Regions from separate parts of the Arachis hypogaea genome. Here region 2 is linked to region 1. The links are chromatin contacts, called in public Hi-C maps. All regions are on one chromosome and are shown on one strand. The core of a region is the stretch at or near the end of the contact, and the rest is flanking DNA. Distances in the headings are between cores, read along the strand shown.

The links. A called contact is a pair of places that touch in the nucleus more often than the background predicts.
Region 2: a contact with region 1 is called in a Hi-C map of an unstated tissue, with 3 times the contacts expected there. The contact joins the promoter of LOC112750226 here to the enhancer-like site in region 1. A contact is called at or near these places in 2 of 8 Hi-C or Micro-C datasets (leaf and an unstated tissue).

The regions. Positions count from the first base shown.
Region 1 is chr15:43,117,076-43,119,775 of arahy.Tifrunner.gnm2.J5K5, reverse strand. No RefSeq gene overlaps it. Among protein-coding and RNA genes, the nearest start is that of LOC112753105, 6.5 kb to the left of the region's middle. Within about 2 kb of position 1,360, at least 1 of the 3 cell types and tissues checked has open chromatin away from gene starts, as enhancers often do.
Region 2 is chr15:43,540,288-43,543,082 of arahy.Tifrunner.gnm2.J5K5, reverse strand. It overlaps LOC112750226 (protein GAMETE CELL DEFECTIVE 1, mitochondrial), which reads right to left and starts at 1,402. Exons shown (of 3, transcript XM_025798841.3): 1 at 593-1,402. The coding sequence starts at 1,194.

The sequences.
Region 1 (2,700 bases), core at 111-2,610:
TACACATTTATCATTACCATCAATAACCTCAACCATGTCCTACAAATAACTCACGACCTGCTTTAAACTAAGACTGCCTCTGTCTCAACCTTCTACTTACTACCCACATTCTATCCCAACAATCAACCTTCTTCCCAACAACTTTCAGTACCCAATCCCTCTCCTCTACAACAAGAACAATCTTCCACACCTCCACCACTATCCCTAGCACTCACAACATGATCATATGGTCTAAAGTAGGGGTCTTTAAACCCAAAGTGTTTAATGCCTTCCTTGAACCAAAAATTATTAAGCAAGCATTGGCTTTTCCTCATTGGAAACAAGCTATGAATAAGGAATATGCTACACTAATGAGAAATAATACCTGGAGTTTAGTGAAGCTGCCATCCAATAAGAATGCAATTGGAAGCAAATGGGTCTTTAGAGCTAATTACAATGTTGATAGCTCACTTTAGAAGTATAAAGCGCATCTTGTGACTCAAGGCTTTTACTAATAACCTGTCCGTAACTTTAAAAAACATTTAGTCCCATTATATAACCAGCATCTATTATAATGATTCTCTCTATTGCAGTCTCTAATAATTGGCAAATTCGTCAATTGAATGTAAATAATACCTTTCTCAATGGCAATCTCAAAGAAGAAGTCTATATGATTCAATCGAAAGGTTATGAAATTGGAGACAACTCCATTATTTGCAAACTCGGTAAATCTCTCTATAGGCTCAAACAGGCCCCAAGAGCTTAGTATCTCAAGTTGGCTAGCATTTTTAAATCAATAGAGTTTCAATCAACGAAATCTAATGTGTCGATCTTCAGCAGGTTTGATGGTTGTCAAAGAATATTTTCTCTTATTTATGTGGATGATATAATCATGACTAGTAGCTCCTCTACACTTATTCACATCTTCGTCAAGCAATTGCACTCTAAATTTTCTCTTAAAGACATGGGGACAATCCACTACTTTCTTAGTCTCCATGTTACCTCTGACAACTCAGGAAAAATTATCAATCAGGCCAAATACATATAAGAAGTATTTAAAAAGGCCAAGATGAGTGATTGTAAACGCTATACTACGCCGATAGCTTCTGATGCTAAGATGTCCAGTAGGATGGCTCCCCTTTTTCTGATCGAGTCTCTATCAAATAGTTGTTAATAGCCTTCAATACATTACTGTGACTCGACCCGAGATTGCTTATGTGGTAAATCGGTTTTGCCAGTTCATGCAACAGCTGCTTGATTCACATTAGAAGGTGGTCAAGCGAGTTTTGAGGTACTTAAGTGGGACTACATCCTATGTTTACACATCTCTCCTTCAAATGATCATAGACTAATTGGTTACACTAACAACAACTGGGTCAGTAATCCGAATGATCATAAATTTACAAACGGCTAATGTGTGTTCTATGGGGCTAATTTAGTAGCGTGGTCCTCCAAGAAGCAACATGTCGTGTCTTGGTATAGTACTGAGGCAGAGTATCGAGGATTGCTGCATTAATTTCTAAAATAACTTAGCTCAAGTATCTGTTGAATGAGCTGTAAATGCCCCCTTCGAAGTCCTCCTCTCATCTATTATGACAATCTTGGAGCTATTCAACTTGTTGCAAACCTAATTTTTCACTCAAAATCTAAGCACTTTGCTATGAATTTGAGTTTTGCTCGAGATCATATTACCAAAAGGGGAGTTATCATCAAGCACGTTCCTGGAAGTGTTTGGATGGTAGACATCTTTACGAAGTTTGTGTCTTCCAAGCTGTTTCACATTATTCAAAACAAACTTAGGATTGTTGATTGTCAAGTCCTGATGAGAGAGGATGATAGGAGTAAGCAGCACTAAGGTGTCATAAGGTGGTTAGAATTTGTTAAGTGTCTGTTACGCTTGTAGTTAGTAGTTACTGAACTCATCCACTATATATAAGTGTAATAGCAACTTTGTAATGGTGGTTGATAATCACAAACTCATTAAGATCTTCTCTTTTCCTTCTTTTCCACTTTTTGATCTTCATCTTTAAAACAAAATTAAAAAACGAAAAATAATGTTTGAATAAGATGAAAATGGGTGATGGAAAGAAAGAATTGAAAGATAAGATGTGTATAACATGATGGTGGATCCAAAAATTTTAAATAGAGAGAACTGAAATCTAAAAATTTATATAATCAAATATTGTATTATATATTTAGTGATGTTGGCTTCTTTTATTTTGTTAATAAAAACATTTATTAATAAATATCATATCAAAATAGAAATTTATAGTAAAAAATAAATTTATATTTTAACGTCATTTATAACAAAAAGTATTTTTCTCTAATATTTTTTATGTATACATTTAAAATAAATTAGTAAATATAGTATGTAAGATATATTCATAAGAAAATACATAAAGTTTAAAATAAATGAACTTTATATATATATATATATATATATATATATATATATATATATATATATATATTCTTATTACATTTAGTTAGGAGTTATTATAAAAATTAAAGTATTTTCACATTATAATAGATGTAATAATTAAGAAAAAATGTAAAAAATAAAAGGAATAATAAAAACCATTGAACAAAATGACTTGACCTTTAAAAATATATTGTTATCAATGAAAAAGAGCTAATAAGATTTAAAAGGTAAGAAATGAAATTTGAACCTAGGTTGTGTAGTATAAAAACATTACTAAAAAATCACTTGAATAGCAAGAA
Region 2 (2,795 bases), core at 153-2,652, 420 kb before region 1:
AATTAGATCTTTGAAGATGTTGAACTTGGACTAATTAGTCCTTGAAAAAAAAAAGTACCAATTAGATTCTGCAAAATAGCAAACAGTGAACATATATATCCTTCTGTCAATAAATAGTGTAAAACAAAATGAAATTGTCCATATATTTCATTATTTATAGTGGTGCATGTCTTGTTACTGACACGTGAACATGAAGATGACGTAGTTTTGGACAGTGAAATATTTATTATCTTTTCAATTTCATATACCCTTTATCTCTCTATTTATCGCTATCAAAACAAGTGAAGTTTAACTCTAAAAATTGTTATCTATATAAATAGGCACGTCAAAGTAATTAACCGTTCATATAAAGATCACCGGTAAGTTGATAAATTGATAGAAGATCATCACATGTCTGCGGTTTGCTTTTCTGGAGGGCCAAAGTGATATATTTTTTTTTTTTTAGAAACTAATTAGTCAGGAAGGCAAAATCTTTGAGACCTAATTGTCCCTTTATTCTTATTTGAAAATAATAAAATAAAAGTAAAAATAGAAATGCAATTCCAATTTTCAACACCGAAATTACAAGAGAGAGAGAGAGAGAGAGGCATACTCCGAGCAGCTGTCAAGCAATCTCTGAATGTCATCGCCGCCGCCGCTGCCGATGTGATCCCCCAACTTAGCCTCCTCGAGCTTCTCAATCTCCTTAACCCACAGCCCAGCGTGCACCCTTTGCTTCCTCAACCGGTAATCCTTCTTCATATTCTCCACGCTATAAACGGCACCATTTTGCACCTTCTCTTTCTCCTTCGATCCCTTCTTTCTCCTAACCTCCCAATTCTCGTTCATCTCCTCCACGAACGCCTTCGTCTCCGCGTCAGCATGAGTTTCGATCTCCGCCACCGCAACCCCGTCGGAAACGGCGGTGGAGGAAGACTCCGGCAAGGACGTGGAGGGGGAACCAAAGTTAACGTCGGTCTCCCATGGCGCGCGAGACTTGGGCGTGAGATCCTCCGGAAGCCACGCTGACTCCCACGCCTCGTTCCATTCATCTTCGCCGTTGCCGGAATCGCGCCCCGACGACCAGAACCTGGTCGCGGGAACCTCGTCGGAAAGTTTGAGATAGGGTTTGGCGGCAACCGTGAACGACGCTGCGTTTAATTGCTTCGGTTTCGACAAGTAGATAGAGGTTGCGAATCTTCGAAACGCTTGCATTTTTTGTTTTTCATGATTTTTTGTTTGTAGAAATTAGGAAGCTAAGTAGCGAAGTAGGCAATAGCTAAGCGCTACTCGGACCGCGAAGTAGACATTGGATTCGGAGTGGAAGAGCGTAGAACATAGCGTAATATGGGTTATTCGTCGTTAGCCTCTATATCGTTCGCCCCATTAATGAAACAGTAGGCCCAATTATAAACGGGTTCCCAAAAACTCGAAACGGCCAGTTTTTTTTTTCTTTTCAAGTTTGCGAGAGCCGGCCAATGAATCCGTAGAATAATTGGTTCAATAATTTAATAGTCTAATTCGAATGGAATTATGATGGAATCAATTTAATTAAATATAAAATAAATATATTAACATTTAAATATAAAATTAAAATATTTAAATATAATAATTTTTAAATTAATAAAATTTAAAATTTTATAATTTTATATAATAATTTATTTATAATTTGTTATTAAAAATTTACAAACATATATAAATATTTAAGTTTATAACAAAAAAATCAAAATATATATAATTGACAAATACAGCATGTTTCACTAACAAAAACAAAACAATAACAAATTTTCAACTAAAAAAACACCTCTCATGACAAATCATAATCATAACCACACATAAGGTACCACCACAATCTGTTAACAACAATCAAGAACAATCGATACGCTTGTTAACAACAATCAAGAGTCAAGAAAATTAATCAAGCAAAAACAATAATTAGCTCACAAAAATAAAACTGAAGAAGCAATGGAGGGCTGAAGATTTATTAGCGGTGACATGGAGAGAGAGTAACAAACTATTTAAAAAGTTTAATTATTTTTACTACAAAAATATTCAAAATAAAAATAAATATTTTATATATGTTTAAAGCTGAACAAACTATTTATTAACAAAATTAACATAATTTAAAATTAATTTAAAATATTTAAAGATTCTATTTTTTTAAAGACTTCTATGTAAAATATATATTATTATTACTAGACGTAGCAAATATCTTCTCATAATTAATAAACAAAATTTTTAGTCACTTATATTCTTAATTCTTGAAAATATTATATATAGTTAATCATATATAAAAATTAATTTGTTTAAGTGCAACTAAATTTTAGAATAAAAATTTTTGAGATATTTTTTATTGTCATGACAAAAGATATTAAGATAAAGTATTGTTTTAGTTCTTAATATTTAAATTAAGTCCAAATTTTGATCTTAATATTTAAAATATCCTATTTTTATCCCAAATATTTTATTTCATTCTATTTTAATTATTTGATCAATTTTTTTTTTCAAAAAGATCATTTCTTCTATTATATTTTTTTTAAATAGCAGCAAATTGAAAATCATAATTATAGTTGCCATAATGGTGGTTGTAGTAATTTAAGAATAAAAGTGACGGAATAATAATAATAATAATAATAATAATAATAATAATAATAATAATAATAATAATAATAATAATAGAGAAAAAAGGATATTTGTAAAAGGCTAAAATAGGATGAAATAAAACGTTTAGGATAACAATAGGACTTTTCAAGCGTTAGGGACGAAAATTAGGATTTAGCTCAAACATTAACAATTAAAAGAGTACTTTACCAAAA